2 separate regions of the Mus musculus genome follow, and region 1 is linked to region 2. The links are chromatin contacts, called in public HiChIP or PLAC-seq maps. All regions are on one chromosome and are shown on one strand. The core of a region is the stretch at or near the end of the contact, and the rest is flanking DNA. Distances in the headings are between cores, read along the strand shown. Region 1 has its middle 10 kb from the start of Cyp11a1. Region 2 holds the start of Cyp1a2 (cytochrome P450, family 1, subfamily a, polypeptide 2).

Region 1 (5,968 bases), core at 3,286-5,785, 320 kb before region 2:
GGCAGGCACACCACAAGGTATGGGTTTCACAGCATCAGTTAAAAAGTTGATCCCAGGGGGCTGGTGAGATGGCTCAGTGGGTAAGAGCACCCGACTGCTCTTCAGAAGGTCCAGAGTTCAAATCCCAGCAACCACATGGTGGCTCACAACCATCTGTAACAAGATCTGACTCCCTCTTCTGGAGTGTCTGAAGACAGCTACAGTGTACTTACATATAATAAATAAATAAATCTAAAAAAAAAAAAAAAAAAAAGTTGATCCCAAATGTGTCACGTTTTGGGCCCTTTGAGGTTTAATCCTAAGGATCTGGACTACTCTAAGTGTCTGGCTACTGAGAAGGAATGGGATTAAACAAGCTTTCAGGAAAGTGACAGGATCTATGCTACCCAAAGCCCAGCACCACCGAGAATTCACTCACCGCTACAGAATTGGCATTTTTTTTTTTTTTTGGAGAAATAACAAGAAACTTAGACACTGCTATTACTGTCTCTTGGGGGTCAGGTGGGGCTGGGCTTTGGGTACCTGTAGTGACTGAAATACGGCTAGTATCACTGGCGAAATGAGAATTTTGCAGCTCACTTTTGCTGCTGTTAGGCCTTAGGTTGTTCTGTTTTGCATACTTTGATTGGTTTTTGCTTTGTTTTGAGACAAGGTCTCACCGCAGTAGCCCATGCTGGCCTACAACCTCCTACGTAAACCAGGCTGGCCTTGAACTCACAGGGAGCCACCCTGTCAGGAAGGTAGGTTTACCATGTGATGAGAGAGCCACTGAAGATGCATTCCTCTCAGGAGCAGAATGCCTATGACGTAGGCAGGGAGCAATCTTTATGAAGCACCACCCCTTGTCCCACTGGTGAATCTGACTGCTTGGCATCAAGCTCCATTTCCCTGTGTACCACTTCAAGGTAGCAAGTCCTTCAGGACTTTTGAAAGGCGAACTTCCAAAAGTCTGTATTCGAGATTGTATTTCAAAGCTCCATGAGTTTGAGGCCAGCCAGGGCTATGTGATGAGACCCTGTCTCAAAATAAATAAATGAGTAAATAAATAAATAATAAAAAAATTAAGTGGTGAATTTGATCTCTGTATTTGTGAAACCAGACTTTCAAGCAGACCCCGAAGCAGAAACTAGAAACATTTCCCAGTAGCTACAGACCATTCTAGCTAAAGCAAGCTCCAACAACTGTCCAGACCCTCCACCCACCCACTCTACTAAAGTTCATCGGTTTAGTGTTGTAAAGGGGGTCATCAAAAGTAAAAATGCATCAGCCTTGAAGGGGGGATCGAAGTTATTCATAATCACCAAGGAGTGGTCCACTTAAGGGCTGCAGCTGAGCATGTACCCACCTATACTGGACGACACTAAGACACTACACGCCAATGTCTGCCATCACCAGCAAAGTGGATGCAGCAAAAAAACCACTTCTGTGAAGTGGTGGTGTCCAGAAGAGGAGTGAGACAGCTCCACTCCGCTAACCACACAGAAGGAAGCCGATGCACCGTTCACTCTCCTTTGCTTTTTGCTTTCGAGGCTTGTTCATCTAACACTTGCCCAGCCCAATATACTTTCAAACCAGCTCACGATGTCTTAGTTCACAAAGCAACAGCACAGATGTCACCATCAGGTATGCAGCCTGTGAACTCGCCGTCCCACCCAATCAACTGCACGAAGGAAAGGACTATGGTGATCAAGGTCAAGTACATTTTCGGCTCTTCTTCCTTTAGCAGAAAGATGTGTTTCCACCCGTCCAAAGCCCTTCCAAAACCGTGCTGAGTTTTTAATAGGTTGATGCCCATGTCTTGAAATGGTTGCTGTTCTTTAAAGTGGTTCATTTACTGGAGTTAAAAATTTTAGGTGCCAGGATGGAAACAAGGTAGTCAGCCAGACACAAAAGCATAACAAAGCAGGAAGCACCTGCCAGCACAGATGGTCGCAGATACTAAAGAGGAACAGCATGGACCACACCCCACAAAGCCGAGAAAACTAGGCTCTTTCCAACGCAGGACTGTGTTGGCCACCAGCATCCCTTCTCCCGATCCTGACAGCTGCTCTTCCAGACCTGTAGCCATCAGGTTCCTGCTGCTGTTATCCACGGCACCCAGGTGCAGTCTCAAGGAGTTTGAAGATATCCTTCACAGAAGCTTGTAACCTGAGCACTAGCCCCAGAAAGGTAATAGCCATTCTGCAGCCACAAAGAATCGGTTTGTAGAAAGGTGTACAGATGCCAGCCCCAGAGGCCCGGCTTTCCTTGACACTTTGTAGTTGTGTAGAGTGTAGTATGACACATCCTCCTTAGGGTTTCAGTATGCTTAATTTCTGTTGTTTGAGTCCCATGCTGAGCCTGGTGGGAATGAATGTGACAGTCATACATCAATCACCCATGATATTTACAAGAGTCATCCCTCCTCTGGGGGCAGGGGTGGGGGTGGGGGGGCACCCAGGACACTGCCATCAGTGGGCACGGGGGGGGGGGGGGCGGGGGAGGGCAGGGCGCAGCAAGCTCTCATCTATATGAGAACCAGCCCTGAGTGGCTTCCACCTGATGAGGACATTCCAGTAATAAGAAACTTGCAGACAGCTACATATGTGGCATGTTCCCAGACAGAAAACTCAAAACACCAGGTTTTTGAGATCAAAGCCAGTTACTCCCTCAGAGGAACCATTTTTAGGCTGAGACCAAGCCTCGATGGGTCCTTCACCCTGCGGGTCTTCAACCTATTGAAGACCACCTCAGTGAGACACCTCAGTAAGAAAGGGCAAAACATTCATGAGTCTAACTGATCCATCAGCTGCCAGCTGTGGAGTCTTCGGCAAATGTTTCCTTCTCTATTTATGGAAAAATTGACACACACACACACACACACACACACACACACCGACGGGACTATTAAGAAAGTAGTTTTATTGGTTGGGATAAGATTTGAATAGATAAAGAGAAAATCCAAGTCCCAAGCTTACAGAAGATTGAAGTATACTGCCTCTTGCATAAAAGAAGTCCCAAGGCAACCCAGAGCTGGTGGTGAGTCCCCAAAGCCCAGCCGCCATCATCCGGCTTGCAACACTGTCTGCATCTCCAAGGCCATCCCACAATCCACAATGCTTCCTGATCCATCTCTATGCTATTGACCAGAAAGAAGAGAAAGCTATAAAAAGGGTCAGCCTGGGCTACTACAAAATGAGAAGAGTGGGGTTGGGGCGGGGGGGGGGGGGGAGGAAGGAAAAGAGGGAGGGGGAAGGGAGGATAGGAGAGGGGACTGGGGGAGAGGGGGGAGGGAAGGAAGATGAAGAAGGCAAAAGGGACCCTTCCCACACCTCTAGCTACCTGTTCTGAAGCCCTCACACAAGATCAGGCATCTCATTGGCCACAACTTAACCACGTGACACCACCTAGCTACGCAGAGCCAAGAAAGAGTGGTGACTCTAAGAGTCTACCTGGTGCTGGTGCGCCAGGTAGACTGCTGGGCTTCAGTAAGTTAGGAAAGGCTGGAAGCAAAGAGCACGTGCTTGACCTCATGCCGATTCACCAGAATTAAGCTGATGATCGGACAGTCCAGCGTTTGGGCTACCATTCTAGCACTCCAGAACATATGGGGACAGAAACCTATCTGGAAGCCAGGGGTCCCCAGCAAGTATCCCAGCGGCTGAGTAGGTAACCTTTTCATTTCTGTGGTAGACATTCTGTTGGTCCTTCTCTCTTGTGAGGCGCCACTTCTATAGAGAGACTCCAATATCACAAAAGTGAGGCCCACGTTACTCTCCTCCCAAGAGGGGACTACTGTAATTGCATGTGAAAAGGCATGGCTGGGTCAGTCATGGGTCCTTCCAGAACGTTGGCTTTGGTTTTGTGGCAGGGCCTCCATCCCAGACTAGTTTTGAACTTGTGCACCCAAGGATGACCTTCAACTCCTGATCCTCTCTGCTACCACCCGAGGGTCAGGACTGACTGGTTTATTCAGCGCTGGGGATGGAACTCAGGGCTGTATGCATGCTAGGCAAGCACTCTCCCAACTGAGCTCCATCGCTGGCACCCCTTTCAGAAATTTCTTAAGCTCTTGCTCTTGGGTAGGAAGCTGATGGAGAAAATGAAGCCAGAGATAGAAGCGCGGGGTGGGGGGTGGGGGAATCTATATGGAGCCCCATTTGTCACTATCAGGACTCTCATTCTTATCCCGTGGCTCGCAGAGACCTAGCTGCACCCCTGGCTCAACTCTACCTAGGCTCCTTTCACTACTCCCAGTGCCTGCCTTCCCCTTTCTGCCGGGGTGGAGCTCCTGTTTTATAACTCTTTTAAATCATAGATTTGTGTCAGAATTCTTTGTGGGGCACTTGGCAGAAATCCAGCTGAAACTGGTTAAAACAAAAATACCATATACATAAAATGAATTTGAAAAGTTCAAGGTCAGGAGCTAGCATGCCAGAGGAAGTCGCTGGCCCCCCACCTCCCATTCTTTCTTTTGTGTTGGCTGCTGTCTCCTGCAGTCAACTGTGCACAGCCAGGAAGAAGGCCAGGGATTTACCTGACCCCAAGGTCCTGGAAACTCCTGCAGCAAAGACAGAGAAGGGCCACCCTCTCTCTTGTCCATGATCTCCCTGAAGAACTGATTGGCCAGTTTTTGTCCAATCACAGTGGACAGGATTCTGGCACCTGACTATTGCAGGCAAGCACAGACCCTGCAGTCAGGGCCAGACAGAACCCTGTGGCTGATGGAGCCTTGGGAACACTATAAGGAAAAGAAAAGGGTGTCCTTCCAATGTATAAAAGTGCCGAGCAGACTGCAGACATAATCACATAGGGGGCATTGGGACCAGATGGACTTGGGTTCAAGTCTTAGTTCGACCACTGAGTAATTGTGTGGACTTGGGGAACTCACTTGGAGCCAAGTGAGAATGAAGGCTTTCATCTCCAAAAAATGGAAATAATCACAACCTGCCTGTCAAGGTTGTGACGAACACTTACCAGGACAATAGAGTGTTTGGGAAGGCCTCAAATTCTCAACATCGCACAAGTAACCTCACTGAGCTAAAGGCTGTCCACTGTGGTTTGGGGTTAATGTTTGGACACCACGGTGAAAGCTGTGTGTCCCAGGACTGGAAAGGGGCCTCAGTGGTTAAGAGTGCAGCCTGCTCTTACAGAGAGCCAGAGTTCTGTGCCCAGCACCCATGCCCAGCAGCTCACAACTCCAGCTCCAGGGGATCCAGTGCCTTCTTCTGGCCTTCCTGAGCACCTGCACTCACGGACACAACCCACTCATACAACACACATAATTAAAGATAAAATAAATCTTAGGGGGCAAATGTGTTTGCTTTCATGGGTCCAGCTCCAGGCATTTTTTTTCACTAAGTCACACATCAGCTCCCCTCCCCACCCCACCCTGCAACACCCCCCATAGATGTTTGACAAGAAACCAGCCTTGGAGATGCATGGCTTTACTAATCAGGGTGTGACTACTTAACCCTTTATATCATTATTACCACTCAGTCTCTCTCTCTCTCTCTCTCTCTCTCTCTCTCTCTCTCTCTCTCTCTCTCTGTGTGTGTGTGTGTGTGTGTGTGTGTAGTATGTTTATATACACGTGTATGCAGGTATGTCTACCTATGCAGGCACATGTGGAGAGCAGAGGCTAACATCCAGATGTATTCTTCAAATGCATCTCCAGTTTGGTTTGTTTGTTTTGAGGCAGGCTCTCTCAATGAACCTGCAACTGGCTGTTTTGGATTGGCCACCAAGCCGCTGCAGGTTTTCACCCCTCCACACTTGGGTTATAGATGTATACCACCATGCCTGCCTTGTTCCTTTTTACGTAGGTGCTGGGGATTTGAACTCGGGTCCCTATGCTTGCTTACCCGATGAGCCATCTCCCCAGCCGGTCACACTCAGTCCCTTTTGCTTCCCTGTCTGTCTATCTATATCCAATCTCTCTATCTAGCTACTTCCGTCTCTCTCCTCTGCTTGTTCTCTTCCTTTTGCT
Region 2 (6,247 bases), core at 3,045-5,544:
TCTGTGTCATAGTGATTCTGCAGATTTGGACCTGTAGAAGCAGTCCCTTCATGTGCTCTGGCAGTTCATAGATGAGGTAGATGTTGGCGTGGGACAACTCAAAGTCCTGGATCTGGGTCTGGGAGGTATCTGCACTGGTCAGCCTGGCAGCTCCTGTACCTACACCACTGGGGCAAGCTCTCCAACACTGCCCTGGCTAGCTCATCCAATGCTGCAGCCAGCAAGAGGCAGAGCCAGCTCTCCCACTCTCATGACCTCAGGGCCAACTCTCCCACCTGCCATAGGTGGTGAGGAACAAGGGGCAAAGAAGGGCATCTCTCCCTCATCCATACCACTGCATGAACAATGAGTCTCAGGGCTAGATCTCCTACATTCACAACCTTGGGGCTGGCTCACCCACAACTCCAAAACCAGGGTCAGCTCTACTGTGCTCCATGGGTTCAGGGGCTGCTCTTCTGAGTACTGAATCTGGTGAGGGGCGGGGACCCCTCCAGGCTAGCTCTCCTACAATACCTAGGCAAGGGATGGGGCCAGTTAGGCACAGCCCTCAGACATCAACATGGCTCTTAGTAGCAGTTGAGACCAGGGACATCCACCTGGCTTTGGGTGGTAACAGACCTTGTTACTGCAGGGCCACTGTGGCAGCACAGGCCAGGATGTCACCATGGCTTTGGTGGCGTCACATCCGCTGTTCCTCACTACCCTTGAGTCTCCAGTTCTGCCTCCCTTCATTGTACACACATCCTTCTGCTTCTCTTTCTCTTCCATCTCCCCATTACTCACTTGCTCCATGGGGCCTCTGGATATCTGGGATTGCCTCACGAGTGGTCTCAGGAGTGCTATACCCTGCCCAGGCTAACTGCCACCAGGTGGAGATTGTCTTGGGTGTGGTTGGCCTGCATGGGCCTTCGAGGCACCAGACTGGTAGTCATCTTGGACTCATGCTCTGCCCTAGTCATGTGGCACCAGGTGGGTTGTGTAGTTTGTTGTGGTTTTTTTTTTCAAAGCACATCTGGATGTATGAAGTAACACATACCTTTAAATGTCTTTTTAAGCACATCTGTAGCTGTAGGGATATAATACACACATTTAATCCCAGCACTGTGGAGGCAGAGACAGCAGATCTCTATGAATTGGAGGCCAGCCTGGTCTACATAGTGAATTCAGATCAACCAAGGGTACATAGACAGATTTTTGTCTCATAAAAAAAATGGAGGAGAGGCATCTAAAGAGAATAAGCCATAAGCTTTACTCAATAAGAAAGAAGAAAACGAATTTGTATAAAACCTAGCCTAATTTTCAGATTGACCCTTTTAATTGATTGAGCTGAACCCAGTAAGACAGGAAATGGTGCGCCTTCCTTCCCAGCTGCCTTCAAACAGCTTTGTGAGTCTGTTGGAGTCTTCATCCTTAACACTTGCAGAAGTTAATCCTGAAGCTTAGTGTGTGTGTGTGTGTGTGTGTGTGTGTGTGTGTGTGTGTGTGTGTGTACTCTCTGTAATTCTGGAACTCCATCTGTAGACCAAGCTGGTCTTGAACTCACAAAAATCCACCTCTGCCTCCGGAGTGCCCACCACCTGGCTGCCACCACGACCGCAACCACTGACACCACCCAATATCTTAAAATTGTACTTATCTATTGTGTGTGAGACAGACAGAAAGAGAGGTAGGTCAAGAGAGTACACATTTGTTAAGATGTACATGTGCCAAGGCACACATGGAGATCAAAGGACAACTCTTCCCACCACGTGAGTCCTGGGGATCCAACTCAGGTCATCAGGTTTGGTGCAGGCACCTTTACTCACTGAGCCGTCTCAACAGTCCCAAAATGTAGGCTTTTGTTTTTAAACAGAACCAACTGAAAGAAGGTTGCAGGCATCATGAAACTTCACCCCTAAAGCACACAGCATTAATGTCCTAAGAACAAGAATATCTTCCTACATGTGGTTTCAATGAGAATGGCCCCCATAGCTCATACATTTGATTGTTTGGTCCCCAGTTAGTGGAACTGCTTGGGAAGAATTAGAAGATGTGGCCTTGTTGGAGATGTGGCCTGGAGGACGTGTGTCACTGGGGGTGGGCTTTGAGGTTTCAAAACCCCATACCAGGCCCCATCTTGATCTCTCTGTCTGTAGCCTGAGGATCAGGATTCGAAGCTCTGGGTTACTGCTCCAGCACCATGCCTGTCTGCTTTCGGCTACGATGATAATGAACTAACTCTCTGAAACTGTGACCAGACTCACAATAAATGTTTCATTTTATAAGAGTTACCTTGGTCATGGTATCTCCTTATAGAACCAGAACAGTAACTACGGTATCATGCAAGTACAACTGTATGTCATATCTGAGAAAATTGGTGTCCATTTGAGAATGTCATTTAATCTCCACATCCATGTCCAGACCAGGTCCTTGAGTCCCCAGTTATCTCTCCAAAAATGCCTTCAGTAGCTTTCAAAATTTGCTTTTTGTTAAAAATAGAATCCAATCAAGTTCACATATTGCATTTGGTTTTTTTTTAAGGGTCTTATGATGTAGCCCTGGCTATCCTGGAATTTACTACGTAGACTACGCTGACCTTGAACTCATAGAAATCCAGCTGCCTTTGCCTCCCAAATGCTGGGATTAGAGATGTGTTCCACCATACCCAACCCTGCATTTGCTTTTAATTCTTTCGTTTCTTGTTCCTGGAACTTGTCTGGTTTATTTGGATTTTTATCTCCTCCAATAGTGTTGATCAGAAGAGTCCAAGCTAATTGTCATAAAGAGCAATCCATGCTATGGATATTCTTTCTTTAAAAAAATAAATTTCTTTACTTTTATTTTATGTACATTAGTGTTTGGGTTTTTTTTGATTTTGTTTGTTTGGTTGTTGTTTGGTTGTTGTTGTTCTTTTCAAGACAGAGTTTCTCTGTGTAGCCCTGGCTGTCCTGGAACTCACTCTGTAGACCAGGCTGGCCTTGAACTCAGAAATCTGCCTGCCTCTGCCTCCCAAGCGCTGGGTGTTTTGACTGCACATATGTCTGTGTGAGGGTGTCAGGTCCCCTGGAACGGGAATTACAGACCATTGTGAGTTGGCATGTGGGTGGTGGGAATTGAACCCTCTGGAATAGCAGTCAGTGCTCTTTACCTCTCTCTCCGGCCCCCATGAGTTGTCTTTGTTGTCTTTTAATTCCTTACCATCTTCCACAGGAGGGAGAGTGCAGAGAGAGCCTCCCTTTAGAATACAAAATTCTAAAGAAAATAAAAGTTGGGAGAGGAGTTAAGACCTAATTCAGTGGTAGAGTCCTCACCAAGTATGTTTGTGGATGTAGGTTCAGGTATGCGCTCGCGCGCGTGCGCGCACGCGCGCACACACACACACACACACACACACACATGGGTGTGGGGTGTGATGAGGTAGCTACAACATACATGTCATGGTTAATCTCCAGTGTCATCTTGATGGGATTTAGGATCACCTAGAAGGTGGTCCTCAGGGCATACCTTTCCTGAAAGGTAACTAAGGAGGGAAAGCCCAGCCTGAGTGTGGGCTATACCATACCTAGGCTGCAGTCCCTGGTTAATAACAACAACAAAAGACTCTAGAACTAGCAGTCCTCTCTCTCTCTCTCTCTCTCTCTCTGTGTGTGTGTGTGTGTGTGTGTGTGTGTGTGTGTGTGTGTCTTTCCTGACTGCAGATGCCATGTGACCAGCCACTTCACATTCCTGCTGTTGCAACTCCTCTGCCACAATGGACTATACCCCAAAAGCATGAGCCAAAATAGTTCTTCCTTCCTCCCTCCCTTTCTTCCTCCCTTCTTCCTCCCTTCCTTCCTTCCTCCTTCCCTCCCTTCCTTCCTTCCCTTCCTTTTGTCAGGTAGATTGTTAATTCCAGAAAAGTCACGAGTACAATGCACCTCCCTATCTGCCTCCGTGGAGAGCATGAGCTGCCCTGGTTGGCCTGGGGGCTAGGCCCGTCCATTCTCATGGGTGGAGAAGAGGTTATATCTGTTCATCCACCTAATTTTTACACCCTGAACCCTGCCCTGTCTTTGAAAGAAGTGTATTCTTTCAAAGACATATACCTTGGCCCCTAAAATGTCATACTTTTTTATCTCCATGAATATTTATCTCCATGGACCCCAAGCCACTTCTGACCCCAAGTGAAAGGTGGAACTGAGGAGCCATGGCTTGAAGCCAAGAATTGATCCTTTCAGCTTTGTGCAGCATCCAGCTATGATATCAAGTGACCCGGGCACCTGGGCCAGTCCAGAGTGGGTGGTGTTATAAAAGGCCCCTCGTCGGAACCCAGAAGTCCTGGACTGACTCCCACAACTCTGCCAGTCTCCAGCCCCTGCCCTTCAGGTACGTCTGTGTGTCTTTCCAGATCATGAGACCTGCTGCTATTTCCTAAATGCTATTATGATGGAGAAACGGGGACCCTGTGGGAAGTGAAGGAAATCTGAGAGGTCTAAGGTTTTGCTTCTTAATTCTCAGCCCTGGACCTTTGCACCTCCGTGTGTGTGTTTATATGTATGTGTGTGTGTGTGTGTATCTCTGTCTGTCTTTCTGTCTTTCTGTCTGTCTGTCTGAACACCACAGCTTATGTGTGGAGCTCAGAGACAACTTTCAGGAATCAGTTCTTTCTTTCCACCACATCAATTCCAGGGATCAAACTCAAGTCATCAGGCTTTCAGCAAGTGCTTTTACCACTGAGCCATCTCACTAGCCCATTACCTTTAATTAAACAGTTTCAACCAGGCTTTTTCTGAGGACAGTTGCCTGGAGTAAAGAGGTAGGGAAAGAATTCCCACCTGGCATTGGACAGCCCCAGACCTAACTGTAGCCCACTTCAGCCTCTAAGCATGGAAGTAAATGAAGACTCACTTTTGGAGGAGGAATCTCTGCTGGGTGTTGTTAGAGTGTTATAGAGAAAGGAGGATATCACAGGTCATTGATATCATCCCAGGAACAGTGGCTTTCTGTCGCTTGGGCAAGGAGGCATCTTCTGTTCCTTGGGTATGTGGAGGGTACCACCAATGTGTTGGACCCTCTGGCAGAAAGTGGTACAAACACTCTGTTACTGTGGCTGTTGAGGAGCTGCTTTTAGCATCATGGTTTTGGAGTGGTCACTTGCATCCATGCCAGTCTGAGAATTGGAAACGAGAGAGGTAGACAAAACAGCCTGGGATGGAAATCAAGACACTAAAGTTGTAAATGCAAGGCTCCTTCCCAGCCCTTGGCTTTTGGGATGGGGTAAGGGCAAATCCCTGAAAGAACAAGACACAGGACAGGTATATTCACGTTTCTGATGTGTGGCTGAAAGCCAAGCACAGGATGTATGTCAGCACCTACTGAATGAGTGAATGAAAGGATAAACGGAAGGCTCAGAATCCATCCCCAACCACTCCATCTTTCCATTTCCCCTGCAGTGGTACAGATGGCGTTCTCCCAGTACATCTCCTTAGCCCCAGAGCTGCTACTGGCCACTGCCATCTTCTGTTTAGTGTTCTGGATGGTCAGAGCCTCAAGGACCCAGGTTCCCAAAGGCCTGAAGAATCCACCCGGACCCTGGGGCTTGCCCTTCATTGGGCACATGCTGACTGTGGGGAAGAACCCACACCTGTCACTGACACGGCTGAGTCAGCAGTATGGGGACGTGCTGCAGATCCGCATCGGCTCCACTCCTGTGGTGGTGCTGAGCGGCCTGAACACCATCAAGCAGGCCCTGGTGAGGCAGGGAGATGACTTCAAGGGCCGACCAGACCTCTACAGCTTCACACTTATCACTAACGGCAAGAGCATGACTTTCAACCCAGACTCTGGACCCGTGTGGGCTGCCCGCCGGCGCCTGGCCCAGGATGCCCTGAAGAGCTTCTCCATAGCCTCGGACCCGACGTCAGCATCCTCTTGCTATTTGGAGGAGCACGTGAGCAAGGAGGCTAACCATCTCGTCAGCAAGCTTCAGAAGGCGATGGCAGAGGTTGGCCACTTCGAACCAGTCAGCCAGGTGGTGGAATCGGTGGCTAACGTCATTGGTGCCATGTGCTTTGGGAAGAACTTCCCCCGGAAGAGCGAGGAGATGCTGAACATCGTGAATAACAGCAAGGACTTTGTGGAGAATGTCACCTCAGGGAATGCAGTGGACTTCTTCCCGGTCCTGCGCTACCTGCCCAACCCGGCCCTCAAGAGGTTTAAGACCTTCAATGATAACTTCGTGCTGTTTCTGCAGAAAACTGTCCAGGAGCACTACCAAGACTTCAACAAG

The links. HiChIP or PLAC-seq counts read pairs in DNA pulled down with a chosen protein or histone mark.
Region 1: an H3K27ac HiChIP or PLAC-seq map of embryonic stem cells shows a contact between it and region 2, with 2.4 times the contacts expected there. The contact joins the enhancer-like site here to the promoter of Cyp1a2 in region 2. A contact is called at or near these places in 15 of 39 promoter capture datasets (the 3T3-L1 cell line, the C10 cell line, the HPC-7 cell line and 8 more), 2 of 15 datasets of contacts at CTCF or cohesin (embryonic stem cells and stem cell-derived epiblast-like cells), 11 of 484 Hi-C or Micro-C datasets (CD8 T cells, the HPC-7 cell line, bone marrow-derived dendritic cells and 5 more), 6 of 115 datasets of contacts at active chromatin or transcription factors (a colorectal cancer cell line, embryonic stem cells and stem cell-derived neural progenitor cells) and 2 of 9 other capture datasets (adipose tissue and embryonic stem cells).

The regions. Positions count from the first base shown.
Region 1 is chr9:58,001,933-58,007,900 of GRCm38.p6, reverse strand. It overlaps a transcript of Cyp11a1 not described here and the pseudogene Gm17322. Among named protein-coding and RNA genes, the nearest start is that of Cyp11a1, 10 kb to the left of the region's middle. Within about 2 kb of position 4,535, at least 6 of the 459 cell types and tissues checked have an H3K27ac peak or open chromatin away from gene starts, as enhancers often do. A contact at or near this core is called in embryonic stem cells, where this site is marked.
Region 2 is chr9:57,681,702-57,687,948 of GRCm38.p6, reverse strand. It overlaps Cyp1a2 (cytochrome P450, family 1, subfamily a, polypeptide 2), which reads left to right and starts at 4,294. Exons shown (of 7, transcript NM_009993.3): 1 at 4,294-4,344; 2 at 5,412-6,247. The coding sequence starts at 5,420. It also overlaps a transcript of Cyp1a1 not described here. RefSeq lists an enhancer at 1-27.